Regions from separate parts of the Mus musculus genome. Here regions 1, 2, 3 and 4 are each linked to region 5. A link is a contact called in public Hi-C and targeted proximity ligation data. All regions are on one chromosome and are shown on one strand. The core of a region is the stretch at or near the end of the contact, and the rest is flanking DNA. Distances in the headings are between cores, read along the strand shown. Region 1 holds the start of Naa40 (N(alpha)-acetyltransferase 40, NatD catalytic subunit). Region 2 overlaps Plaat3 (phospholipase A and acyltransferase 3). Region 3 holds the start of 1700105P06Rik (RIKEN cDNA 1700105P06 gene). Region 4 holds the start of Vwce (von Willebrand factor C and EGF domains). Region 5 holds the start of Slc3a2 (solute carrier family 3 (activators of dibasic and neutral amino acid transport), member 2).

Region 1 (5,801 bases), core at 1,958-4,457, 1.5 Mb after region 5:
AGGAAGAGGTCAGGGTTGCAGGAGTGAGGAAATCAGGGGACACTCACCTGATTATGATGCCTCTCCTTCCCCACTGTACTCCCAGGTAGGTTAGAAGGGGGTCCTGTCACTACACACACACACACACACACACCTTTCCCTCCCTTATTCCTGGGACGAGGCAACAATGAGTGGGAGAATAAATGGGTGCCTGAAGCCTATAGCTGTTTGAAGGAGTGGCCGCATTAGAGGAAAGGGAGGAAGAAAAGTCAGGCGTGCTTGGGTGACTTGTAGTAGGCCTGGGAATATAGCTTTTTGAAGTCCCAGCACTTGAGATGTAGAGGCAGGAAGATCAGAGGTTCAAGACCAGTCTGAGCTCTGACGCAAACTTGGGGCCATCTTGGACTACGTGGGACCTATTGTCAAGAAAAAAGGAGATCCAGCGGGCAGGTAGAAGGGACAGCCAGAGCCACTCCAGACATGGGGAAGACCAGGGATTAATGTCCCTGTCCATGAAGTCAGAGAGAATGAGAATGGAGGAGGGGGTTCTTCAACCATAGGGGAATGGTTAATGAGAAAGCATCCTCAGAATGGGACGATGTTGGTCAGAGAAGAGGGAAAGGGGGACTTTCCTTGTGAGGCCTTGTATCCCTCTCATTTAACCCTTATGACCTCCCTTGGAAGAAGACGGTTGCTTGTAGTGTGTCTTGGGGACAATAATCAGATATTGGGCTTTTTCAGGTAGCTTGGGTGGGGGAGGGGTTGCTTGGATGACTTGTAGTAGGCCTGGGGATATAGCTTAGAGGCAAATCAATGTGCCCTGCCTTCAGTCCTCAACACTGCAAAAAAACCAAAAGTAAGATGAGTCCGAAAGTGTGAGAGAGGGTGGGTCGAGGGTAGCAGAAAGGATATGGAGATTGGATCAGTAAAGAAAGAGCTGACCACGACAGTGACTTCAGGAGAGGCCAGAGGAAAAGCCAGACGGCAGGGAGGATTTTCTGTTGGACTCCTGCCTCATTCTCCAAAAGTTCACTCAGATGTCTTCTCACCCACCCGCCTCAGCTCCCTCTCCCAGCGGCCTGGTCTCCAGAGTGTTAGGAAGTGACCTTCAGCAATACATTTTCTGACTTCCAGATAAGGAGCCAACTGCAGATTCATCAATTTTCTTACATTCTGGCTGGTGGATTTATACAACATTAAAAGGAAGACTTCCTAGCCAGGTGATGGTGGCACACGCCTTTGATTCCAGCTCAGGAGGCAAGTGCCAGGGCTACACAGAAAAACCGTGTTGAAAAACAAACAAGCGGCCGGAGAGATGGCTCAGCAGTTAAGAGTGCTGGCTGCTCTTCCAAAGGTCATGAGTTCAATTCCCAGCAACCACCTGCCTGTGGCATCTCACTCTTTGCCTGACTCCTCTTCCTGTAACCTTACCTCTACTATATATCTCCTTGTCGAATCAGCAGCCCAGTGGGCCTCAGAACACCTAAACCAGCTGGTGGCCCCTCCACTCAGTTTCCAGCAGTGGTCTAAATCCCCAAGTCTCTGCAAGTCTATGAGCTGCAAAAGAAACGCTTCTTACCTGCCTGAGTCCACTTCATATCCTGCTCCTGCAGGTCCCATTTGCCCTGGCCACACTGTACTTAATGCTAGGAGTGCCAACTAACAGCATTCCCACCTGCAGGGAAAGTCAGGGACTGTTTGACACCACCCCCCCTCCTGGAATGCCCTGCCCTGCTCCCAGGTAGCTTCATGACTTGCTCTCTGACTCCCTAAAGATCTTGGCTCAACTACCACCACCTCGTGTTATCTTCCCCAAGCATCCTAGATACAATTATAAATCCTTTCCTGACAGGCTTTCTTTTCCTTCATGGTACCCAGGGCACATACTATTCTTTTATTATTTATTTAACTGGCTTATTATCTCCTTTCTAGAAAATACCAGCAGATCTTTTTCCTGTTTGATACTATTTCTTTCCTTCTCTCTCTCTCTCTTTTCTTTTTTAAATTTTTTGAGATTTTATTTATTTAGGTCTTTCAAGCTAGGATTTCTCTGCGTAGCCCTGGCTGTCCTGGAACTTGGTCTATAGACCAAGCTGGCCTCAAACTAATGAGATCCACTTGCCTCTGCCTCCCAAATGCTGGGATCGCCTGACTGTGTCTGTGTGACTGTGTTAGATCCCTTGTACCTGGAGTTATATATAGTTCTAAGCTGCCATGAGTCCTAGGAACCTGGTTCTTTTAGATGGGTAGCCATTGCTCTTAACCTCTGAGCTGTCTCTCAAGCCCCATGGTCCTCCAACCTCTGCTTCCATAGTACTTGGATCACAGGTAGGAGCCACCACACTCAGCTTGGTATTGTTTTCTTTGCTGCCTGAAACAGTGCCTACCACTGCAGTAGGCACTCGCTGCACGTTGCCAGGGCTACAACTTCTCTGAGCAATAAACGTAGGATAATGATTAAAATCTGAAAATTTTAAATTTAAGACTGGAGCCAGGGCGTTCTAATTTTGTGTGTGTGTGTGCCCGCGCTAATAGAGACTCTGGAGTAGGGGTTGTAGCTCAATGACAGAACTCTATCATGTGTGAAACCATGAATTTGACCCTCAGTACAGGGCTGGCAGGGTCAAGGAGGCCAACCTAAGCCAAACCAAGCAAAACAAAAACAACAACAACAACAAAAACCAACCAACCAAACAAAAAAAAACCAAGAAAGCTAAGATTTTGATTCCCGCCTCCACCCCAGATTTCAGGGTTAGTCCCAAGGGTTTGCAAACTGCTCTATCTCCCTAGGTGATTCCCATGCAGGTCATGTGGAGGTCACACTACCCAGATGTCTGCTCAAACTGAAAAAAATAGGACCCAGAACACCTGAGGTCTTTAGTTACACAGGAGTTACAAGCTCCTTTAGGACACAAACTTCTGTATCCTCTGGGTTCAGCACAATGTATGTGCATGTTAATGCCGTGTGAACGAATGTTGAGAAGGATGAATGGGTATAACAGGACTTGTTAGAAAAGGCATGCCAAGGGTCAGCTTCTAGAAGTCAGAATGCTTCCAGACTTTTGGCTGTGCCTGCGCGCCTCAGCGAAGGCAGCCCGCACCACCGCCCACCAAGTGGCTCCGAGGCTAGCTTGCTCCAGGCCGGCGCGCGCCCTTCCGCTCCGCGTGGTCGTTGCCATAGTTACAGACGCGGACCGTCGAGGGGGCGGGGCCGGCGCGTGCGCGTCATTCCTAGCGCGACGCTCTGCCGCGCCTCCCGCCTTTCTGTTCTCAGGCCTTCCGCGCGCACGGCAACCGTTCCACCTGCGCGCCTTCGCGCTCGCCGCCCACTCTGGTCCGGTTCTGCGCCGGCGCGGGGCCCTCTAGGACGCGCGGGGGATTTGTGAGACGCATGCGTAGTGCGCGGCCGGCCGCTTCGCTGTCGCTCGGGTTCCGCCGTTGCCACCTCCCTACGGGCAAGTGCGAGAGGGGAGCCGAGGGCCGCCGCCGTCGCCGCCGCCGCCACCATGGGGGTAAGTGAGGCTGGAGAAGTAATGGGAAGTCCACAGCTGCCGTTCACCCTCTGCGTCCTCATTGTTTCGTGAACCCCCTCACGTGACCCTGACCCCTTACAGTCTCACGTGACCCCCGGCCCCCACTTGACAAGAGTTCCCCACGCCTCGTTGTAAAGGTCCCGGCGTTGAGCCTAGCCCAGAAATTCTCTGGGAGCCCTCTTCTCCCCCCCGCCCCCCACTCCGTTCTCTTCGTGCCCCTTCCTGCCTCTCTGACCCCCTAGAAGGCCTCCCCACTCCCGAGCCCCTGCTGCGTCCCTGATATTAGCCCCTTGCTCCTTGAAGACACCCATCATCTGGCTGTCACGGTCCTAGCGGTTTCCTGCTACCCGAACTTGTAGGGAACTGAGGCAGGGAGGCAAGAAGGCGTATGGCCAAGGTCACATTGATATGGCTTGGGCGCTGGACCCCATCCGGTGACTCCGGAGTCTCGATGGAATCTGCTTCCCACTGCTCAAGTCTCTGCCCAGCCAGTTCCCCTACACTTTTGAACCGTCTGCTACCAGCTTCTTCCTGCTTCAGATGAAACGTAGTCTTCCTTACCACACAGGCATGCCCGTTCAGCTTCTGGCTGCAGTAAAATGGATCTTAGAAGTTGGATTGTTCTTAGTCTTGTTACTGCAGGTGGCTTGCAATGGAAGAGGGGGTGGAGGTGTACAGATGAGTAGGGGGGATGGGCTGGTTATAGTCCCAGCCTGGATGTATAGTAACCACCTGTTATGGTCTGACAGCAAGAAGATGCATTTCCATGGCCTTTCCTGGGATATGCAGATCTAGGGTTGGGCAAAAGCACCCTCCTAAAAATGTAACTCTCTGATCATAGGGTTCGTGTGGAATTTGCAACACTTTTAGCGAGTCCTGACTTTGAAACTAGATGTGCCTCAGTGGCAGCCCCATCTTTAACGGCTAGTGGCATGACCCTGCAGGTGATGAGGCCTGGCTTGGTTTTATTCCTATTTGTGCGATGCACGTGACCTCCTCTTAGGATAGTGATGAAGATTAAATGAGAAAATGGATGTAAATAGCCCACTAGGTGCCTTTAAGCAGTAGCTGCTATTTTGCTTATATTCTCAGCCTCACTTCAGTGATCTAAAATAGATTGGTGCTATTTTTATTCCTTTGGGTTTGTCCCTACTGTCACTAACCTAGATTTTTTTTTTTCCCTCTCTCACAAACAAATCAGCTTATTAGACAAAAGTAGTCTAGCTTGTGACAAAACACTTATTTTGGGATCAATGTCAAAACAAAACTTGAGGGGCCTGGGGTTACATAGCTCCGTAGTAGAGTGTATGCTTAACATATGTGAGGCCCTGAGTTCAGTCTTCACAAAAACCTCAAAACCTTCCAAAGCATTTGTCATAGTTCAGACAGTAATTTTTATTCAATATGAAGAAAATCAAGGCTGAGAGACTTTGGCATATTTAACTTCAATTTTAGTGAGCAGTTGCAGGCCCCTGCTGTTGTTGAAGCTAAATGAAATCAAGTTTCTAGTATTACTCATTAACTCTTTGCCCAGAATCAGCCACTGCAGACAAAGCCCTAAGAGGGTGACATGCCTCAGGTTCTGTACTTATTCATTGGTGGCACTGAAGTCATGGGGCCCAGATACACTGGGCTTCCTTTGAGTCCCCATCTATTGCTCATACTGTGGAGATGTTTCTCACAACTCCCATCAGAGTGTCTCCTGGCCTAAAACTCAAAGCAGCAGAGACTTGAATTACCTTCATTGGATCAGATCTGGAATACTCCCATTACTCTCATCAGTCCCCACCCCAGCCTCCATGCCCCACCTGCATAACTTGAAGCAGTTGTTCCTAGTAGTTGCCACCCATTCCCCTAGGAAGTACCCTGCTTCTAAACCCCAGGCTGAGTGATAGTGGGAGCAAGTGGAACAACACCTCTCCCGGGTTCTACTACTGTTGGGTTTGAGTTAGAGGATATATCTCTCCCCTTGCCAGAACCAGTTGGGTGGAAGCATTGACACGGAGGCCTAAGTGATGTCAAATCTCTTCTGGAAGCAGCCACTGGTGGAGTTTGTTTGTGGGTTGTCTTTTTATTTCTCTTTGTGACTCCTAGACTAGTAAGGGGTTCAAGCCTGAATTTGAATCTGAGCCTCCTGTTTGTGCACACACTGGTAAGTAAAGTAAACCTACTCCTGCCTGGTGGAGCTGAGTCCAGCTGAGGCTGGGAAGACCTGTCAGAACTCTAGGACTTGAATTAGTAGTTGGTTCTCACAGCTGAGCTGTCTACAACACATTCTTTTTAGAAAAG
Region 2 (5,229 bases), core at 2,557-5,056, 1.1 Mb after region 5:
ATATACTTTAATTGAGTTGAAACTTTAATCAAGATTGTTTTATTATCTCTGTGTAGTAATCATTTTGTTCAATTATATACTACACACAATCTCTGTGTAGTAAATTATTTTTGCCTTAAAGTCTGTATTTTCTTCCAGTTTTTAAAAACTTTTTATAGTGCTTACTTATGTATTGCATGCAGATATATGTGCACCAATATTATGGTACATAAGTGGAGGTCAGGAGACAACTTTTGGGAGTTGGCTTGTTCCTTCCACTGTGTGCATCCCATGGACTAAACTCGGGTCCACAGAATTGGCAGCAAACAGCTCCACTTTCTGAGCCCTCTCCACGGCCCCAGATTGCTTTTCCTCATTTGACAGTTAAGTTTCATTTAGTTCTCTTGTATTTGTTTTTTCTCCTTCTTTCTCTTGCCCCACTCACTATTAGTTTAGGTATAAATTAATATTATCTAAATATTATGAATATTGTGTGGGAGGGTGAGCATCGGGACACCTGCCCTTTGAACTTAGGTCTAGGTCCTTTGGGTTTGGGGACCTTGAGCACTGACGTGAAGCCCTAAGGAACCTGAGCCAAAGAAAACTATTCTCTCAGTGCTGGAACTCAGCGAGCACATGTGTATTCTGTGCAAGATGCGCATAAGTCGGGAGAAAGCTTTTACAGAGCAACGTTTCAATCCTGACCAGGGCTCCAACAGACAAGATGTATGTCACGGCGAGCAAGCCAATAAGCAGCACCCATCATGGTTTCTGCTTCGGTTCCTGCCTTGAGTTCCTTTGAGCGTCTCTCAATGGACTGTGGCCAGGGATATGTAAGCCAATAAACCATTTCCTCCCCCAAGGGGTTTCAAGTCTTTATCTTAGCAATAGAAACCTGACTAGAACAGAGCTGTACTGCAGAAGGAAATCGGAAGGTTTTAGGATGACACGAGGGATTGAACCTAAAACTGCATGCTCGCCAGGAAAGCACTCTATCACTGAGCTAAAGCCCCAACACTCCAGGATTTGTCCTTCTCACACCACTGAATATCCATAAACTCCAGCGCCTGAGTCTCAAAGCGCCACGTTGAAACAAGTTCTAGGCCAAGATCCCTGGCTATCTGATGTTTCCATTTCTGTGTACCCAGGCTGTCTCCTTTGGCATACCATAGTATCTGGCACGCAGTAATGCGCTTCACTTGAGATAACAGTGTTGGACTCTGTTTTCTGCAATACAAAGGGTACCACAGCAAACAGAAAGGCCAGCCAGGAAAGACTGTTATCCAGAACAGAGCCCCGAGCTTCCCTCCAGAGACTTCACACCAGGTAGCTACTGCAGTATCCTCACAAAAATTCCTTTCTTGTGGTTTATTGTATGTTGTGAAAATAAACCTAATTATAAAGCAATAGAATCTATAAATCAAACTCCAAACCCTCTAGCAAAAGAAGAGCCCAAAAACTGGGCAGTCATTCAGCTCATTGCTTCTGTTTCTTGTTTCTGGAGAGCATGACTCCAACGAGGCCCAAGGCCGCCAAGCCCACTCCAGCGATGCCTACCGCCTTGACCGCATCTCTGACCTGCAACAGAGAGGAGGGTGAGTCAAGCTCTGTGTAACGAGTGTGGGAACAGGCTTTTCATTGACCAGGGTCACTCTGCTCATGTCACTTCGCATGCCCCCTTCGCTTCCAGTGGCCAAACTGAAGAGCCAACAAATACTGGCAGGGGCAGTGGGAAGGAGAGGGCTGGGCAAGGAAATGAATGGACAGAACCAGCTGGCCTGGAATTGACACAGACTCAAAATAGTAACCTGAATGAGGCTCTGGACTATTTAAAGCATACAAACCTTTGTAAGGCATCTATGGAAAGAAGAGAGGGATGACAGCAGAATGGGAAGATGGACAGCCAGTGGGCAAGTGTAAGGTCAGGAAGGGATTGCAATTGAGAACTCAAAAAAAAAAAAAAAATCTGACCTCCATGAGAGCAAGGACCTCACCTCATGCCATGTGTCCAGTGTCCGGCCTGCCAGGCTTGGAGGTGCTCAGCCCTTTAAAGGGCTGGGGTTTCTTGTGTTTGTTTGTTTGTTTGTTTGTTTGTTTGTTTGTTTGTTTTGCTGAATGCTTGTTTTTCTCTTATGGAGTCAGGATCTTGCTCTGTAGCACCCTGAACTCAAGACCCCCTGCCTTGGCCTCCTGAGTGCCAGGCATGACACTACACCCAGCTCTCTCTTTGTATGGACTCCAGTGTTCACCAAGAGACCAGAGTCAAGACATAGTTGCCTCTATTCCACAGGTCTCTTTTTATTTATTTTTATTTTTATTTTTATTTTTTTAAGAAAAGGTTGCATGTAGTCCAGACTGGTCTCAAACTTGGTCTTAGTTACAGTTTCTATTGCTGTGATAAAACACCGTGACCAAAAGCAACTTGTAGAAGAAAGGGTTTGTTCTATCTTACACTTCCAGGTAATGCTCCATCACTGAGGGAAGGCAGGGCAGGAGCCTGTGTGGAGGCCATGGAGGAACATTGCTTATGCTTGCAGGCTTGCTTCTCATGGCTTGCTCCTCCTGCTTTCTTAACACCTGGGGCCACCAGCCCAGGAATGTTAATGCCTACAGTGAAACGGGCCTTCCCGTACCAATTATCAAGCAAGAAAATGCACCATAGGCTTGCTCACAGGCCAATCTGGTGGGGACATTTTCTTAGTTGAGGTTCTCTCATTCCAAAACTACTCTAACTTGTGTCAAGTTGATATAAAACTAACCAGCACCAAAGATGGCCTTAAACTCCTGGTCCTGCCTTTACCCACCATGCATTGGGATTCCAGGAGAATGTGAGCCACTGAACCTCTCTATTCTTTCTTATTTATTTATGTATTTATTTATTTATTTTACCTCCCAACCCCCGTTCCCCTCTCTCCCTTCCTCCTAGATCTTCTCCCCACCCTTCCCCACTTCTCTGCATATCAACCAGGCCTAGCATATCAAGTTGCAGTTAAGACTAGGCACATCCTCTCCTATTGAGGCTAGATGAGGCAGCTCCTGCTCCCACTGTTAGGAGCCCCATATGAAGACCAAGCTATACAACTGTAACATGTGCAGAGGGCCTTGGTCAGTCACAGTCAGGCTCCCTGGTTGTGGTTCAGTCTCTGTGATCCCCTATGGACCCAGGTTAGTTAATTCTGTGAGTTTTCTTTTGGTGTCCTTGACCCCATTGGCTCCCACAATCCTTCTTCCCCCTCATCCACAAGATTCCCCAGGTTCTGCCTAAAGTCTAGGCACCAGTCTCCATCTGTCTATTCTTACCGGTCTCCATCTGTCTATTCTTAAGTAAATTCCACTAGTAAAGGTAGTTATGTAATGCAGATGTGAGACTATCTGACTTGAGCTGCTATCGAGTAGGACAAAAAGCATTGCAAAAGAGGGGGTGTAGGGAAAAGCTAAACATTTGTCAAATTCCACTCCCTCCTAAAACCTAACTGAAATAAAAGACAGCATTTGTTTGGGCTGGGAGACAGCTATGGTCGAGCAACAGCCTACCATGGAGAAGACACTGAGTTCACTACCCAGCACCACAGAGATCTTTCTTTTTAATTAGAGGCATTTCGTTTTTTGTTGTGAGCCTAGCTCTTATGGCTGAGGACAAAGAAGCTGAGAAGTAGCCTGTGTTAAAGAAAGAAACTCCTAAAAGGGTCAGATGGACACACCCAGGTTCCTCTGGAAGTGAAAAGGAAGAGAAAGCACTTCCTCCGTCAGATGGACACACCCAGGTTCCTCTGGGAGTGAAAAGGAAGAGAGAGAGAGCACTTCCTCCAGTTTCACGGACCCCCTCCCTCGCCCCAGCAGAGGCGTGACTGATCTCTGGACAGGGTAAAACAGAAGCTCTAGGGATCTGCAAGTCTAGACATGCATTCCAGATTGTATCGTAACCGCCAACGGGGCACTGAGTGACTATGAGCATGCTAAATTGAGCCTCCAAGACCCCTCTGCTGTTCCCAGAATGTCACCCTCCACTCAAGCCTGGAAGAGTTTTCTAGGGAATCTGACCATGCCAAGTAGAAACAGACTGTGGGTACTGAAAACAGCCCACTGGGGTCATCTCACAACATTAATGAGCCCCTTGCCCTCACCCTATTCATTGGCTCCTTACCTAGTGCCTACCTTCTATACCCCCTGCCTTCCCTCATTGTTAACCTAGTTTGGATGCAAGTGTGAATGGTACTACCAACCAGAGAGCTCTGACTGCTGGCTGGCCTCAAGCCATGGTGTTATGGAGTTACCTGGGGAGATGGAACAGTGAGTAAGTGCTTGACTTGTAAAACAAAAACCTGAGTTCGATCTCCTGAACCCCTTAAAAAGCCAAGTATGGGGGCATGCATTTGTAACCCAAGTGCAGGGAGATGAGAAAAACCCGTTTCCTGGGACTGTCAGTCAGCTCAGCCTAGTTGACAAATTCCAAGTCATCAAGAGATGTTTTTGTTTGTTTGATTGTTCGTTCATTTAAAAAAAAATAGGGACAGTACCTGCAGAATGACACTGGAAGTTGACTTTTTGCCTCTACATACACTCAGACACACAGGAACACACACACACACACACACACACACACACACACACCTTTTCTATCCAGTGTTTTCCTTGCTGAGTTCTATATCAGGAGGGGTAAAATGCAGATAATGGAGGAGGAACAACATGAGCCTCATTCTTTCCTGAAAGCCATAATGTGCAAACAAATGCTGATACTGCTGGTTCAGACAAAAGATACTTTGTGGAGGCACACAACAATAGCCCCAGTGTTTGTGGTCACACTTAGTACACAAAGAGAATGGTTAGGATATGAATATAGTATCTAGTTAGTCCTGGTGGTACTAAGAAAGTGGTACAGTCAGATCATACATACATACATACATACATACATACATACATACATACATACATACATCTTTTTTATATGTACTTAAGAACATGTTATGATAGCTTGGTGACAGGTTCTATGTAATTAAATTGAAGTTTTATTTAGGTAGACTGAGTTCTGCCTGCTGGTTAGAAGTCTCTACTCTTTGTTTTGTTTTGTTTTGTTTTGTTTTGTTTGTTTTTCGAGACAGGGTTTCTCTGTGTAGCCCTGGCGGTCCTGGAACTCACTCTGTAGACCAGGCTGGCCTCGAACTCAGAAATTCACCTGCCTCTGCCTCCCAAGTGCTGGGATTAAAGGCGTGCGCCACCACCACCCGGCTTAGAAGTCTCTACTCTTATCAG
Region 3 (5,937 bases), core at 2,170-4,669, 1.3 Mb after region 5:
ACAACAACAACAAAATGGCTGAAATGGGAAAACAAAAGGGGTTGCTCTGCTCTCCTGCTTCTGAACAGGTTGCAGAGTTGGCTGTGCCGCTGGAAAAATTATGGGTGGAAATGGACACGATGGGGAGGCAGGAGCACAAGAAAAGGGAGAACAAAAGGCTTGGCCCTGGTGACTGAGCAAGACAGCAGGAGTTTCTTGCAGGAGGAAAGAGGAAAGGAAACTGTGCCAGAGAGGGAGGAGGGGTGGCCCTGGGATAGGAGATCACCACCATCAGCTTTCACAATAGTCATACAGCATATGCCTGTTAATGGTGTGGAACAAGGTTATGACAAGATAGGATGGTGTCTTGTAGAAATGATAGGTATAAGCCATGGTTTGGGGACTAGAGAAATGGCTCAGTGGTTAAGAGCACTGACTGCTCTGGCTCACAACCATCTGTAACGAGATCTGATGCCCTCTTCTGGTGTGTCTGTAGACAGCAACAGTACACTCACATACATAAACAAATAAATAAATAGATCTTTTTTTAAAGCCATGATTTCATAAGTGGTGCACTCGCCTTAAGTGAAACAAATTCTAAATAACTAGTTTACTCAAAATACAATTATTTTGTATTTTGAAAAGTCTGAACAAAACCCACAATCCCTGAGCTTCCCAAATTCAGGATTTAAAAATCCTACCAATCCTCACCTGGAAATATCTAACTAGAAAGCTCTGCCCAGTAAGAACCTGTGTCAGTTCCTTGCTGTTCACTCCCAGTAGCAGAGGCAGCCACCCCTGGGCCCTCCACACCCTTGATCCTCCCAATAAATCTCTTATTATGGAATTTGCTACCTGTTGTGACTCATAGAAAGAAGCCAAGAAGCAATGAGAAGTGAAATGGAACAGGACTGAGGCTCCTTAGCTTAGCTGGGGATTCCCTCCTCTGGGAGCTGCTGTGAGGTTCCTGGGCTTCCCTGTTCTTGGGCTTTTGAGTCCCAGGATGCCTTTCTATTTGAGCAAGAAGGCCAACAGAGGAGAGAAAAGGATATCAAGGAAAGGAAAGAGACCCTGAATAAAGTGGGAGGTTAGAAAGGGATGATGCTATCATTAGACTACTTCCTGCTGATTAGGGGTGTCAGGTTCCTTGGGGCAAGTTTGATCTTTGCCACCGGGATATCTAATTTCTCGTTTCTTCTTTGTGTGGGACTACTTAAACTGACCAAAAACCAACTGACAACTCCCCAACTATACACCACCTCCTCCACCACTATCACCACAAATTCCACCCTACCATTTATATACCCTCTCAGAAATCCTCAGAATTCCAAATGTCACATAAATGCAGAAACTATTTGCAGCTGACAAAATCACACCCCTGCTAGAGCATGAGGCAAACCATAGTCAGCTGCTGTGGACAAATCGAAGCAGCCCCATATCCCACACCTGGGATTAAAATTATATATATATATATATGAGAGAGATTCTCTGTGTAGTCCTGGCTGTCCTGGAACTCATTCTGTAGACCAGGCTGGCCTTGAACTCAGAAATCTGCCTGCCTCTGCCTCCCTAGTGCTGGGATCAAAGGCGTGGGCCACCACTGCCTGGAGTATTCTTATATTTTTGTGTTTTATTTTCCCAAAGAAACTAAAATTCCAAAATTGTCACTTACACTCGTGATGGCCAAAGAACTAGTCTATTAAGTATATGGTAGAGGGCTAGTGACAAACCAGTGTACAATCCCCAGAGCCCACACAAAGACGAGAACCAGCTCCCCGAAGCTGTTGCTCTAGCCTTCAGACAAGTACTCTGGTGCACAACCCATAAGAAAACAAATATATATAATTAAATAAGAATCTGGTGCAATACTAGGGCTACCCATCGCTTTGGAATCAAACAAGAAATAGGAACCACAGGGTGACCCAAGTGACAGGGTGACAGAAGGGCTGGAAGCCCAACAGGGAAGTGACACAAACCAAGGACTCACAAAGACACTGGAGACACAGCCTCACCTGCTCAGGAGGAGTTAGAACTCAGGAGGGACAGAGGGAGGGAAATAACAGGCTTTTCTTTTTCTTGCCTTTCAGGCCTTAGTCACAATCTCCCGGAAGCTTGAGTCCTGTAGCCAGCCCACTGCAAAAACAGAACAGACTACCTACCCAGAGGCATTGGGCAAAAAGCAAAGAACAGCCTTTAGGTAAGAACTATCCAGGCCTAGGAAATTGCTTGATTTGGAGTATCTTTTTAGTACTGGGTACATTTCAAAGTAATAGAAATTTCCTCAGTTCTTTCTATTGTGGCTGCTGTATGTGGTGTCAGCTCAGACCTTTAATCCTTGTGCCAGGGGAATGGAGGGAGGAGGAAAAGGTTTGGGGCAAGCAGGGTTACACAGATTCCAGGTCAGACTGACATGAAAGTGAGTCCTTATCTCAACAAAATAAAAGCTGGTTATGCAGTGGATGGGGGGGGGGTGGGTATGCCCAGGGCGCGCGCGCACACACAAACACACACACACACACACACACACACACACACACACACACACACAATATACGGTAAGTGAACTGTTTCTCTTCTGTCCCCTAGCCTCCTACATCATCCACAATTACTGTTTCTGGGCTGATAATTACTGTTGGTAGCACTTAAAATCAGAATTTTGAGTGCCAGACATTTTTGCCGTTTCTCAGCTGAAATCTAGCGTGTCTGGTGTGTGTATGTGTGTGGGGAGGGGATGTTATGCAGAAGTGTAAGTGCCCATTGTGACAGTCTTCACTCAGGCACGAATGCCAGGCAGCAGCGCCATAGCAACCGGATCCCGGTCTTGGAGGCTCTCAGGGGATTTGCTGTGTCCTGGGAAAAGGCCACACTCTCTGGACTCACGTTTTTTGTTTTGTTTTGTTTTTAACGTAAATTATATCCATCGGAAGCGGTTTACACACGCCCACACGCCACTCTTGTCCTCTTCATCTTCTAGAATCTTTGTTTAGGAGGATCCAAAGTGATTTTTCTTTCCCTAAAGCGTATGTGCTAGTAGAAAGGAACGAGGCCCAAAGAAATTAGAAGAGATGTCTCCACACTTCTGAGCCTATGTATCCTTCACACATCCCCACCGGTCTTTTCTCGTCTGTGTTGCCTCCCAGGCAGGCAGCTAGTCAGGGGAAAGCCAAGAAGTAAGATGCCGAGCAGCCCTTTCCTCCAGCCATTGGTGGGGATGCCCTACCGGGTCTCCAAGGCTGCCGGCGCCGCTCCCAGGAAAACTCCAGGCTTCGCCGCCGAGCAAACCGGCCAGAGACAAACGCGCTGCACAGGGTTCTGGCCCAGACCTGTGGCTGGGGCGGGGCTAGGGGGCGTGTCCTCACGTGATTGGCCAGCCTGGTCTGGAGGCGGGACTGCCGGACGGACGCTGACAATGAGCCTCCATAAAAGGGAGCGGCGGGGTTGGGGGCCCCGGATCGAACCCTCCCCGCCCGGGGTCGTGACGCGTTGAAGCCCGTGGCTGGCGGGGCGGCCGGGCGAGCGGCGGGTGAGCTAGGCGAGCCGCGGGCCCGGGGTGGTCCGGGGCAGGAGGCGGCCGCCACAGGCGGTGCGCCGAGGTCTGTGCGAACGTCCTCGGCTATCCGGTCGCCCTTCTTCGCCTCGCCATGGCCCTGAAAGCCAAGGGCGCCGCGGCTCTGGATTGCTTCGAGGTGACGCTCAAGTGTGAGGAAGGGGATGATGACGACGAGGCCGTGGTGGTGGCCGTGATCCCGCGGCCCGAGCCGATGCTCCGAGGTGAGGGGGGGGACACCTCACTTCCGCTTGGTGGTCCGGGACTAGATCTCCAGGTCCCGGTCCCCGGTTCCCGGTCCCCAGGCGCTTCCCTGGGCCGGCATCTGCAGCCCCAGAGGGCCCTTCCCTGTCCGGTCCGCGGCTACGGCGCCCTCGCTCCTCCCCCACCGGGTTTGGAATCCCAGGCCTCTCGGAGCCCCCCTTCCTCCGCCGCCCCTCCCCCGCTCAGGGTCTAGAGACTTCCATCCACACCGAAGGAGCGGTTCAGGTCTTCCGGTTCCCTGCGCCCCCTCGGGCCCAGAGTAGAGGCCGGATTCCCAGTACAGTGGTTTGTGCCCGGCTGTTGTCTCCCGGTTCCGGTCTGTTTCTTAGGCCGAGGGGCGACCAGGCCTCTAGGCCCCAGGCTAGTCCCCCGTAGTGATAACGGAGGTGAAGGCTGGCGCGGCTGGCGACCTCCAGAGAGGGGAAATAACCCAGTAAGTAGAAGCCTCCACCCGTCCTCAATCCTCTAGGCCTTCTGTTTCAGGAGCCACAGGTGTCAAGTCTAAAACCCGGCATTTGAATGGAATTGCTAGTAGCACCCCGTTTGAGAAAAGCGGGACTTGCTTGGGGGTGGGTAACAAGCCATGTCATCTACATGGAGATTAGTCACCAAAGGAGGTGTTTGAGGGACAATCTGGGAATACATTGCTCTCCCTTCCCGTCCTCCTTCCCCAGCCTCTCTGGTCCAAAGGAGAAAACAAAGAGCTACCTTTGTGGAAGATAATTAGTCATGAAAAATGCAAATATTTCCTTAGGGTGGAATACCTGTTTCCCTTAAGCATGACAGTACCCAGAATAGATTGAGAACCAAATTGGTCATTGTGTTTCTTTAACTCATTTTTGGAGATGGGAGGGAAGGTTAGGAAATTGGGGGGTGGGGCACATTCCTCTCACTGTTTGGTGCATCACACAGGTTATTTTTTACTTGTGCTGGTTTATAGAGTGCTTAACCAAGATGGCTTCATCACTGTGAGAGGGAAGTAGACATCTACAGAGGTTCATTCTTCAGCTTTAGTGGGCAGCTATATGCCAAGCATATAGCTTCAGGCAGAGCTGAGAATGGTAAACAGTAGGGACCAGGGTAAGTGAAACCCTGCTCTTAAGTGTGCATCCAGTGGTAGCCAGCAGGTAAATATCGAATAGTATGTTAGGTGGCAGTGAGTTCTCTTTGTTGTGTGTGTCTGTGCCTGTGTCTGTTTGTCAGTTGCGTCAAGTATGAAGAGATCTGGGCAACTCTTGGGAGTCAGTTCTCACAGCACTGTGGCATTGAATTTGGTTCATCAGGGTTGGCAGTAAGAGCTCTTACTAGCCCAGTCTTCTCCCTGCCCAGTAATCAGTTCGTTTAGAGACTACAGAATGGGGATAAAGAGAAATGAGAGGCTAGTTAGAATTTGTTTCTCTTGTTAGGAAAAGTATCTCTAGTAAGAATGAAAGAGAGCTTAGAAGACCAAGTGGAAAGATTTTAGAAGCCTCTTGGCTTAGCTCAAGGTTCTAAGAACATCTAGAGTATGAGAAAGTGGATGAGTTCAAAGTATTATTCTTTGGGCTCAGCACAGTGGTGCACATCTTTAATTCTGTCACTCAGGAGGCAGAGGCAGGCAGACTTGGGAGTTTCAGGTCATCCTAGTCTATATAGTTGCAGGCCAACCAGAGCTATAGTGAGATAGTTTTGGTTTGGTTTGGTTTGGTTTGGTTTGGTACAGAGACAGGGTTTCTCTGTATAGTCCTGGCTGTCCTGGAACTCACTCTGTAGACCAGGCTGGCCTCGAACTCAGAAATCTGCCTGCCTCTGCCTCCCAAGTGCTAGGACTAAAGGCGTGTGCCACCACCCCCGGATGAGATAATGTTTTCTAAAAGAAAAAATAAGGTGTTGGTTTTTTTGTTTTGTTTTGTTTTGTTTTTGTCTTAGTTACTTTTCTATTGTGACAAACACCATGACCAATGCAAAGTATAAACAAAAGGTGTTTATGGGACTTCCTGGCATACACCTTTAAATCTTAACATTTGAGGCCCAGGGACAGCCAGGGTTACATAGGAAAACCCAGTCTCAAAACACCAAAACTATAGTTTTGGGTTTTTTTAAAGTTGAGTGTTTAGGGTTAGAGTCCATGACCATCATAACTAAAAGCATGACAGCAGGCAGGCATA
Region 4 (5,449 bases), core at 92-2,591, 1.9 Mb before region 5:
AACCAGACCAACAGTGATGTCACACATAGAAACGATGATAGCAACAGCTGAGGCAGAGAATCCGGCAGCTGGGATCTACAGAACAACTTAATAGCTAAGCCAAAGGGGGCTCTGAAAGGGGCGTGAGGTGCCATCGAAGTGGTAAATGGTAGGGTGCCTGTGGAAGCTGGTGGAGTTCCACTTCAGATAGGCAAGGGTAGGGTGCCCACCAGAAAGCCCCAAGGAGCTTTTCGTGTGTGGCACAGTGATGCCAGGGAGACAGGTGGTGGGAGATCTGCAGGAACTGCAAGAGATCGCAGAACCCACGTGCTGGGCGGTAAGCTCTTCCTCCAGGGCAGCCCCTCTGAGCGCCCCTGGGAAGATGTGGCCGTGGGCCAGGCCACCCGCTGACAACGTGTACCCTTGCTATAAGCATCACGCACACACGATCACCACTCCCTCATCACCCCTTAGTGGTAGAGGACTAAGACAAACTTAGGGAAAATGATTGGGTTTGGAAAGACACGCCTCCCGCCTGTCGCCTGCGGCCTCCCGCCTCCCCGGCCTGTGCACACATGCGCAGATACCAAAGCATAACCCTGAGCCACCGGTGGCTCCAAGGTCCACCGGGTGCAGAGAGCAAGAGACACTGAGAAAACCCCCAACCCCAAAGCAACGTGTGCAGAAACGGAGGGGGTCCCGCACCACCAAGGAAGAAAGCCAGGCAGTTGAGACCAATTGGCATGTGCTGGGGTTCCCTAGCCAGAGGGTCAGCCTATTCCCATAGTACAAGATTCCTTGGAGCCGCGATCTCCATCTCCCAGATTCCTTAGCCAGAGCAGTCCCCAGCCAGGGCCACCCAACTGGCACAAACTACTGTCTCTTTGTCCAGACCCCTGGTGTGCCCTCGCCACAGAGGCTACAGGTCCAGCAGCTGCCCTATGCTAGTGTCTTCCAGCTCCACGCAGTGGCGCTAGAAGGCTGGGCCGCTGAAAGGCACCGGGCTCTTACCTCTCCGCAGAGTAGTGCCCTGGCGCCTTCCTCCCGGTATAGCCTCGGGCTGAAGACCCCAGCAACGGGATCAAGATGTAGGCGACATGGAGCAACAGTCTAGCCCACATGACTGGCAGCAGAGGTCCTGGACTCTACTGGGCTCAGGTCCCGCACCGGGGAGGGGGCTACCGACCTTGTCCCTCCTCCTGGAAGCGATCTGGTTCCCCCACAGCTGGCAGGGACTGAGGACGACGAGAAGAGGGCTGGTGGTTAGGGGAGGACTGCCTAGGCGGGTGGGGGTGGGGGTCCTTGCACCTTGGAAAGAAACACACAAAAGGAGCGCCGCCCGCCGGTGCCTCTCCGGGAGGCGTGGAGCCTGGGGCGGGAGCAAAGATCAGGGACCCCGAGGGCGGGGTTTCACCCTCGGCCCACACCCCCAGCCTGGGTTTGGGAGTCGCTTTCCACAGAATGACTGAAGGCTTCGAACCAAGTTGGAAAGAAACTTCAGGAACAAGGTTTTTGAGTTTCCATAGAATCCAATCTGAATTCTCAGTAGGTGAGACTTGTGGACACTCAAACCCAGGGCACTGAAGCGAGGCAGTTTTGACTCTCCCCAAGCCCACTAGATGGTAAGGATAGTGTATTGGTGGTTTAGTCTGCTTCCTTGCCAAAGGACATTAGCCTGTTTTGAACCCACAAGCTACCTGCTGGGAGTCAAATGGTTGAGTGGACAGCTTCCTAGCTCACCTGGGAGGTAAGAAAGCAGTGCGCAGGTGGCAAGGGAGCTAGGGGCGCAGAACTAGAAGGTTCAGTGTTTGGGCTCAGGCTTCGAAGTTGGCTCAGGCTAGAAGAGGTTTAGGCTGAAGAATGTAGAGCAAAATGATAGAACTGAGAAAGATCTAGTTGGGAGGAAGCGAAAAGAAGGCTCGAGTTTTACCTTGTTCTGGTAGCAAGCCCCGCCTAACCCTACCCAGTCTGGATTAGTCAAGCGTCTGTGTAAAGACTTCTAGGAATAAGAAAAATTGGCTGAACTAGTTTTTAAAAACTGTACTTCCCAAGCACGACTAAATCCTTCGCTTCTGCCTCGTGCTGATCCCAAGATCATTGGCATTGGTGACCACAGATAAACTGTGCACAGATGACCTGGATGCTAGCTGCCTTCTCACAGACACTTTCCTTTTAGTTTCTGAGCAAACGTTAACTCGGGTGTTTGATGCTTGTTGGTCCCCCGACCCTTAATTTGCAGTAAGAGGAAAAGTTCAAGTACTTTTGGATGTTGTGGTGCCATGGCTAATTGTTATTTTCAACTTGAATGGATATAGAAGCTCCTAGGCAATAAACCTTTGTGTGTGTCAGAGCTGTTTCCAGAAGGATTTAACTGAGTTGTGAAGACCCATCCTAAATGTGAGTGGCATTGTCACATGGGCCGGACCAAATACAAAGACCATAAAGTGAGTGCTAACATTCATCTGGCTCTCTATGCTTCCCCTGCCAAGATGGCTGCACCTGTGAGCCAGATAAACCATTCCTTCCTTGCTTGCTTGCTTTTATGGAGGTTATTCTGCCATAACAACTAGCTGTTGGCATAACAACTGGCCAGCCATCTTTCTACCTTAACCCACGTGGCTGAACCGAGACTTACATTTGGACCTGTATCTCATCTTGTTTGGGCCCATTCTATTATCTAGTCAAGCTCACAGCAAGCATAGTGCCAAAGATGAATGTGACTTCTCTGTACCTACACATCGAGTCCTAAGGACCTTCAGACTCCTTAGGGCAGCTTTCTTGCCTGGAAAAGGCAGAGGCTGCGCTTGCTACTGTCACAAGACAGGTGTTCTTCCTTCCCATCCCTGGGAAGCTATCTCTGAAACCACTACACACAGGATAAATCCCCTTACTACAGCCCTCATGGCTCATGACATTTGTTGTTTATCACCCAGCATACCTCTCCACTTCCGTTCACTGCTGTAGCCCCACACTCTCCTCTGCAGAACTCACTCGCTAGCAGGTGGAAGATCAAAACCCTCATTGCCCTACTGTAGATTTCTAGATATAGAAAGTAGGAAATTCGGACTGGAGGACCCTTACACCCTTTTCTTTTCTTTTCTTTTCTTTTTTTTTTTTTTTTTTTTTTTTTTTTTTTTTGGTTTTTCGAGACAGGGTTTCTCTGTGTACTTTGGCTGTCCTAGAACTCACTCTGTAGACCAGGCTGGCCTCGAACTCAGAAATCCGCCTGCCTCTGCCTCCCAAGTGCTGGGACTAAAGGCAAGCGCCACCACTGCACGGCCCTTACACCCTTTTCTGAGCCAGCCCAGCATTCCATCTCCCTACAGTGTCTTCAGTCCTCTGGCATCTACCTTCCCATCAAAGCAGCTGTTGGTCCTTTAGTTTCATTTGCTCTTCCTTGCCCTGTTCGGTCCTGGGGCTTCAGTTGAGTCTTTCCTATATGAGCCGTCCATCTTCCAGGACTAATGTTTGTTCATTTGGTGCTTCCTCCCCATTTCTGTGACTTCACAAGAGACCTTTCACTGAATAAAGGATCCAAGATGTTCCATAGGAGAAACAGTATGAACCAATCAGTACCCCGAGAGCTCCCAGGGACTAAACCACCAACCAGAGTACACATGGAGAGACTCAAGGCTCCAGCTGTATATGTAGCAGAGGATGGCCTTGTGGGACATCAATGAGAGGAGTGGCCGTTGGTCTTGTGAAGGCTCGGTGCCCCAGTGTAGGGGAATGCCAGGACAGGAAAGCAGGAGTGGGTGGGTTGGGGTGGGTGGAGGGTGGAATGGGGGGTTTTCAGAGAGGAAATGAGGAAAGGGGATAAAATTTGAAATGTAAATTTTAAAAAAATCTAATAATAATTAAAAAAAGGATCCAAGATGTTGGCTGCAGAACTCAGGCCTCTGGTTTGAGACCCTTCCCAATGGTCATGTGATGTGAATCTGTGTTTCTAGTCTCTCCGAGGATTCCTCCTTTGGAGGCTTGGGAATAAAGCTGGCTCATCAGTGCCTGCATGGATGGCTCATGCAGTGGCCTAACCAGCTGGTTGGAGATCTCTGAAGATGACCTTTCACCCTGAGAAGTGATAAATGGTATTTAAGAGGGGATTTTGGGAGTGTGCAGGCAGAAAGCCAGCATCGAAGGGTTTCTGGAATTCAGTCTCAAGTGAATATATACAATACAAACAAATAAATGAGACAGACTGGAGATGTAGCTCAACTGTCAAGCTTTCATGTGTCACATTGTAGCTATGTTCAGTCCATCCTCATCCCAAAATAAAGCATCTTTAACACCTCCTCTTTTCTGTCTCTATAAGGGACAGAAATGTCCACAAGTAGGCAGACAGCATATTCCTCAGAAGTGGATGTGGAACCTTGGTGGAGTGAGTTTGACTCTGCATGAAGATAAAGTTTTAACGATCCCGTCTCAGGATCCAGAACCCGAGCAGGCTGACTACAGAAAACAACAGCAATGACGAATGACTCGGGACACTTGGTAGCACACCTCAATGCTGAGGTGCTTGCTTGCCCTTTGTAAGCTAGAATCTCTTAAAATTACAGCTTAACTTAAATCCCCAATTCTCCAAACACCTTATCAAAGCCTGGTCTTGGTTGTTTTTGGTTTTTTGAGAAAGGGTTTTTCTGTATAGCCCTGGCTGTCCTGGGACTATGTAGATCAGGTTGGCCTCAAACTCAAGAGATCCAAGTGCCTCTGCTGGGATTTGTGCCACTGCGCCTAGCTCATACACTGGTCTTAAAAGAGCCACAAAGAGGGCTGGGCAGTAGTGGCACATGCCTTTAATCCCAGCACTTAGGAGGCAGAGGCAGGTGGATTTGAGTTTGAGGCCAGCCTGGTCTACAGAGTGAGTTCCAGGACAGAGCCAGGGGTACAGAGAAACCCTGGGGGCGGGGGGGGGGGGAAGCCATGGAGTATGTTTAGGATCAAGCCTGCACTATTGGGACAGAATATCCCTTATTCCCAAAGGAAGAATAGAGACTCAGTTCATACAGGAACAAAGGGTGACTCTCAAAATGCACAATTCCTGTATAGCTAGGCCAAAGGCACAGCAGGCTCTGGCCAACCAACCAGAGAAATAAAATAAGATGCAACATAAGGAGCTGGGGAGATGGTCAGCTGTTAAAGAGCGTACATTGCTTTTGCAGAAGACCAGTTTGGCTCTCAACAACTACATCAGGCAACTCACAACCACCTCTAACTCCGCTCTGGAATCTGACACCCTCTTTTGGCCTTCACAGACACCTGCACTAATGTGTACAAGTCCACATATGGACAGACATATGTATATAGACACACATACACACAGAGGTTAAAATAAAATCTTAGCTGTGTGTGGTAGAGCATGCCTTTATAGCAACACTTGGGAGACAAAGGCAGGTGGCTCGCTGTGAGTTCAAAGCCAGCCCTAGTTACATAGTAAAATCCTGTCTCAACAAGATGCAACAAGAAGCAGCAG
Region 5 (5,321 bases), core at 1,459-3,958:
AACTCAGGGCTTTCAAATGCTAAGCAAGCACTGGCTGAGCTCCACCCCCAGTCCTTCATCCTTCACTGCTTTGGTGTTGCAGATTGAACCCTGGGCCTTGCACATGGTAGGAAAGCACCGGTCTTCTGAACTGCATCGTCAGTCCTTTAAGTTTATATAGTCAACTGTGTTAGTTATTGTGTTCTATCCCTGGTAAGGGAAAGCAATCTACGTAGAGCATTGAGAGATGCTGTCACTTGAGTCAGAGCTTGAAGGAGGAAGAGTAACTTAGCAGGAAGATCCAAACAGCAGGACAGCATGCACAGGAGGCATTAAGAATGGAAACACCCTGTGTGTCGTGACTCTGGCAGGTGCTAGAAAGCTGCTGTGGCTGAACAGTAGTGATTAGGAAGGGTGCTGCTGAAAAGACTGATGGGAGCTCACGTCTCCTCTCTAAGATGCTTAGGAATAGATTTCTGCCACTTGGAGGTGGGGGCGGGGAGATACTGTGTTACCTTAAATTTTACTTACTTTGTGGAGGGCAGTGCGCATGTGTGGAGGGCAGTGCGCATGTGTGGAGGGCAGAAGACAGCTCCTGGGAATCAGTTCTCCTTTCACTGATCTTCACTGATCACTGAGGAGTGAGCTCAGGTTTGCTGGCTAGGCACCTTCACCAGAGGAACATCTTTTTTCTCTTTTTGGTCTTTTTTTTTTTAAAGATTTATTTATTCATTATATGTAAGTACACTGTAGCTGTCTTCAGACGCTCTCGTTAATGGATGGTTGTGAGCCACCATGTGGTTGCTGGGATTTGAACTCCGGACCTTCAGAAGAGCAGTAGGGTGCTCTTACCCACTGAGCCATCTCACCAGCCCTTTGGTTTGGTTTTTTGAGACAGGGTTTCTCTGTGTAGCCATGGCTGTCCTGGAACTCACTCTGTAGACCAGGCTGGCCTCGAACTCAGAGATCCACCTGCCTCTGCCTCCCGAGTGCTGGGATCAAAGGTGTGCGCCACCACGCCCGGCTCCAGATGAACATCTGGTTGGTTTGATCCATCTTGTTTTCAGTTTGGTTGATTGAAACACCATGTTTCTAATGAGCATTTCATCAAACCCTTTCAAGGAGTGCTTCTGCTTCACAGTCCACAAACCTTGAGCTTTCACGCTGTGTATAAACTCTGCATTGGACTTTTCTTATCTGTCATGCCCAGGGCAAGGTAGGACTCTTATCAACTATGAACACTAGCATGACCCTTAGCCTCTTCCCTCTTCCTAGGAGCTGGTGTATAGACTTTTCTCTAGTGAGGCCGGGGAGGACTTTGGGAATTCAAAAGGACAGTGGCAGGTGATGAGACTTTTCATATCCCTTCCTCTCTACTGTTCTGGCCTTGGCTTCTGCTTTCTTCCAAATACATAGCAATCTTGGCTGCCGGCCTACGTGGGGAGAGGGAGAAAGGACCTGTTGTTTCCTTCCGATTCTCTCTGAAAATAACCTAATTGGAACACAAAGTTCCTGAAATTGTTGGCACCTCCTAGAGTTGATGTTCACTTTTCACTTGTCCCTGCTGCTAACCCAGTCTGCCCCATTTACCCTTCCTCTTGCCAAGGACCTCTGCCGGGGGAATTTGAGAAACTTTCAAAGTGTGAGGGAACTAAGCTGGTTCCAGGGCCTAGCATAGTCAACTGATGTAGCCCGGCACACTAGAGGGTTTGAGAGTTATTGCAAGGTGGTTAAGAGTTAGAACAGGGGCTGGAGAGATGGCTCAGCAGTTAAGAGCACTCACTGCTCTTTCAAAGGTCCCGAGTTCAATTCCCAGGAACCACATGGTGGCTCACAACCATCTGTAACGAGTTCTGACGCCCTCTTCTGGTACATCTGAAGACAGCTACAGTGTAGTCACATATAATAAGTGAGTAAATAGTTCTTCTGGTGCATCTGAAGACAGCTACAGTGTAGTCACATATAATAAGTGAGTAAATAGTTAAAAAATAGTAAATAGTTAAAAAAAAAAGAAAAAAAGAGTTAGAACAGCTTGTATATTAAAAGGGTAGGTGCCTCAATACCTTCGGAATGTTTATTACAGCCCCATTAATCTCTTCTGGATGCCTGATTCCCAGTAATCCAACATTCTTGCTAGTAACTAGGGTAAGATAATAAGGGTAGTGACCACTTCAATTCTGCAGTTGAATTTTAAAATCAAGAAGAACGGATTAGAGTTGATCCTATGCAGTTGATGAAGCAAAGGATTGGAGTGGGTGCCCAGTAAATAGTTGCTGCCTGAGGAATTAAATTCAAGGAGTCTTGAAAGGTGAGTACGTGTAAGCCCCGAGGAGAATCCAGGAACTCAGCTAAGTCCGGAGTATGAGAAGATGTACGTAAAGCAGAAGTGAGATGTAGTGCCAAGGTCTGTGTGAAGTTGGGGAGATCAGCCTGAGCCGTGCTTGGGGCGAAGGGATCACGATGTGGATGGAGACTGGTGTCATCTTGTGGAGAGAAAAGAGGCCTCGCAGGGTAAGGGGCCGGAAGGTCGGAGGAGGGGCTTTGAAACCTGGTCAAGACAAATTCACGTTTGTTATTCTAAGGGTTTCTGACCACAAGCTCCCCTTCCCAGACTCTTGCAGGAATAAGCGTTAGGGATAGACGGGAGTATTCAGCGAGGCTGGAGGTGCGAAAAGACTTCTCTGCATCTCTTTAAGAGGCGGACCGGGGCGGAGTCCTGGGTCACTTCCCCGCCGCCACACCCGCCCAGCGGCAGAAGCAGTTAGGAAGCTCTGCTAGCCTCACGGCCACGGGACGCCTCTCTGAACGGGGATCCAGGCAGGATTAGAGCTGCCTCACTGACTACAGGCCGTGTCGTGTCACCGTTTCTGCAGGCACCATGAGCCAGGACACCGAAGTGGACATGAAAGATGTGGAGCTGAACGAGCTAGAACCGGAGAAGCAGCCCATGAATGCAGCGGACGGGGCGGCGGCCGGGGAGAAGAACGGTCTGGTGAAGATCAAGGTGGCGGAGGACGAGACGGAGGCCGGGGTCAAGTTCACCGGCTTATCCAAGGAGGAGCTACTGAAGGTAGCGGGCAGCCCTGGCTGGGTGCGCACCCGCTGGGCGCTGCTGCTGCTCTTCTGGCTCGGTTGGCTGGGCATGCTGGCGGGCGCCGTGGTTATCATCGTTCGGGCGCCGCGCTGCCGTGAGCTGCCTGTACAGAGGTGGTGGCACAAGGGCGCCCTCTACCGCATCGGCGACCTTCAGGCCTTTGTAGGCCGGGATGCGGGAGGCATAGCTGGTGAGTAGGGTGTGCACCCTCATCCCTTGCCCCCATGAATCCCTCGTTTAATCGGGCATTCTGCTGCTTTTTTCCTTCCTCCTCGTCTTCTCTAGAACGCTGGTGATTCTTTACTGCAACCTATTTTTTTTGGGACGACTCCCTGGCAAAAATCCCCCCCCCTTTCTTTAAAAAAAAAAAAAAAAAAACGCTAGCCGGACCCCTACTTCTTCCTAAGGGTGCCTGACTCAGCACATCATCTTTCTCCTCTCCCCTCCCCCAACCACGCGGCCCTGAGCCAGTTCAAACCAGTTTCTGAAGTAATGTGTGAGACTCCTTGCGTCAGCTACTTTGTCTCATGATCCAACCCGCGTCAGAGGGAGTCGGGAAGTGGTGGAGAGAATGTGGAGGCTGGAGGCTTTTCATGCCCTATTGGTTAACCCAACCCTCTCCTCCTAGGTCTGAAGAGCCATCTGGAGTACTTGAGCACCCTGAAGGTGAAGGGCCTGGTGTTAGGCCCAATTCACAAGAACCAGAAGGATGAAATCAATGAAACCGACCTGAAACAGATTAATCCCACTTTGGGCTCCCAGGAAGATTTTAAAGACCTTCTACAAAGTGCCAAGAAAAAGAGTAGGTCTTTCTAAGGAACTAGAAAGGGTTTGGCATTCTGGCCCAGAAACAGGATAGAGTTTTTGTCTGATTTTTCTCCTAACTGGCTCAGTTTTTTTGTGTCAGGCACAAGGGGGAATATGTTATGATTTACACTAAAAAATGTGCTTCATGCGTGAGCGTAATTTTTATGTATTTATTTTGGTTTTGGTTCTCAGGTAGGGTCTCACCATGTAATTGGTTGGCCTGTACCTGACTACCATGACCAGGCCGGATGAGAGTTTACAGAGCTCCCCTGGTCCCGAGTGCTAGACTTAAGTGTGTCACCATGGCTCGATAAAATAAATGGCTTTTAAATGTATAAAGTAGATCCTATATATAGAAGAGATTCAAATGCTGCTTTAGAGTTCACTATAGAGGGCTGACAACGTAGCTCAGTTTGTAAGAGTGCTTGTCTAGGATCCATGAAGACCTGAGTTTGATTCCTCAGCACAACACAAGCAGCATGTGCCTATAACCCCACACTTGGGAAGGAGATGTAGGGGCTTATTTATCCTCAGGCAGCCCGCCCACATACACAGAACCCTGACTTCATGGGAGGGGAAAATAAGAAAGAAACCAAAACCTCAGTATGGAAACTTGTGTGTGTGTGTGTGTGTGGGCGGAGGAGGAACTGCTCTAGTATAAAACCACCTGAGGGCTTTTGTGGGTTTCCTTCAGATTCTGTGCAAACCGTATGTAGGTTCACCTAGTAACCTGTGTTCAAGTTCCTTGTTTCCTCTTCTTCCCCAAAGGAGTTCTCTCAACTCGTTATTTTTCTAGGCATTCACATCATTTTGGACCTCACTCCCAACTACCAGGGCCAGAATGCGTGGTTCCTCCCTGCTCAGGCTGACATTGTAGCCACCAAAATGAAGGTGAGGTTTTATGGCCGACAGCATACAGATGTTGGTGCTGTGTGGATTTATTCACAGCAAGCCTCCTGTGCACTGTGTGGTTCTCCCAAGCAGGAATACCTCTTCCCATAGCCGGAGGGATAGGCCCAGGTGCACGGTGTTCTTCTTGTTTCTGTTCTGACTGCTTTGTGTGTGTGTGTGTGTGTGTATGTGTTTCCTTTACTCTAGAAGTGAGGCTGTGCCAGGAAGGGAATTTCTCAGATGTCAGTCTGGAACTGGAAGTTTAATTTTTCTTTTTGTGATAGGAAGTCTTTTCTTTCTCTGTGGGAACCCTGACCTGACTGGTTTCCCAGTTTTTGTTTGATGTATTTGGAACTGAGCCCAGTCTGAAATTATAAGTACTAGAGTCTTACTGTGTATCTGGTATTTTATCTTCCCCCATATTTTATTATTTTTTAAAGAGTTAACTCCACTATGAATGCTTTTTAAGATTTGTTTTTATGCATGAGTGTTTGTGCACTATGTGCATGTTTGGTACCCCAGCACTTGGGAGTTTAAGGTTATCCTCAGC

The links. Hi-C and Micro-C count contacts between places; a contact is called where the count stands out from the background.
Region 1: a Hi-C map of B cells shows a contact between it and region 5, with 7 read pairs. A contact is called at or near these places in 5 of 39 promoter capture datasets (embryonic stem cells, liver and pre-B cells), 1 of 484 Hi-C or Micro-C datasets (B cells), 2 of 130 datasets of targeted methods (embryonic stem cells and pancreatic cancer cells) and 4 of 9 other capture datasets (adipose tissue, embryonic stem cells, liver and 1 more).
Region 2: a contact with region 5 is called in a targeted proximity ligation map of embryonic stem cells, with 11 times the contacts expected there. A contact is called at or near these places in 11 of 39 promoter capture datasets (the 3T3-L1 cell line, 3T3-L1-derived adipocytes, cranial neural crest and 7 more), 16 of 130 datasets of targeted methods (astrocytes, bone marrow-derived macrophages, embryonic forebrain and 4 more) and 1 of 9 other capture datasets (embryonic stem cells).
Region 3: a contact with region 5 is called in a targeted proximity ligation map of embryonic stem cells, with 6 read pairs. A contact is called at or near these places in 8 of 39 promoter capture datasets (the HPC-7 cell line, cranial neural crest, embryonic stem cells and 3 more), 5 of 130 datasets of targeted methods (embryonic stem cells, large pre-B cells and stem cell-derived neural progenitor cells) and 1 of 9 other capture datasets (embryonic stem cells).
Region 4: a targeted proximity ligation map of pancreatic cancer cells shows a contact between it and region 5. A contact is called at or near these places in 4 of 39 promoter capture datasets (the 3T3-L1 cell line, HPC-7-derived erythroid cells, liver and 1 more) and 1 of 130 datasets of targeted methods (pancreatic cancer cells).

What each region holds. Positions count from the first base shown.
Region 1 is chr19:7,238,628-7,244,428 of GRCm38.p6, reverse strand. It overlaps Naa40 (N(alpha)-acetyltransferase 40, NatD catalytic subunit), which reads left to right and starts at 3,207. Exons shown (of 8, transcript NM_027643.1): 1 at 3,207-3,491. The coding sequence starts at 3,486.
Region 2 is chr19:7,581,893-7,587,121 of GRCm38.p6, reverse strand. Plaat3 (phospholipase A and acyltransferase 3) reads right to left here. Exons shown (of 5, transcript NM_139269.2): 5 at 1-1,557. The coding sequence ends at 1,456. Among named protein-coding and RNA genes, the nearest start is that of Lgals12, 23 kb to the left of the region's middle.
Region 3 is chr19:7,380,485-7,386,421 of GRCm38.p6, reverse strand. It overlaps 1700105P06Rik (RIKEN cDNA 1700105P06 gene), which reads right to left and starts at 3,419. Exons shown (of 1, transcript NR_045703.1): 1 at 2,861-3,419. It overlaps Spindoc (spindlin interactor and repressor of chromatin binding), which reads left to right and starts at 3,396. Exons shown (of 6, transcript NM_001033139.3): 1 at 3,396-3,750. The coding sequence starts at 3,621.
Region 4 is chr19:10,630,125-10,635,573 of GRCm38.p6, reverse strand. Vwce (von Willebrand factor C and EGF domains) reads right to left here and starts at 1,341. Exons shown (of 20, transcript NM_027913.2): 1 at 991-1,341. The coding sequence starts at 1,100.
Region 5 is chr19:8,711,284-8,716,604 of GRCm38.p6, reverse strand. Slc3a2 (solute carrier family 3 (activators of dibasic and neutral amino acid transport), member 2) reads left to right here and starts at 2,708. Exons shown (of 9, transcript NM_008577.4): 1 at 2,708-3,263; 2 at 3,702-3,875; 3 at 4,677-4,771. The coding sequence starts at 2,858.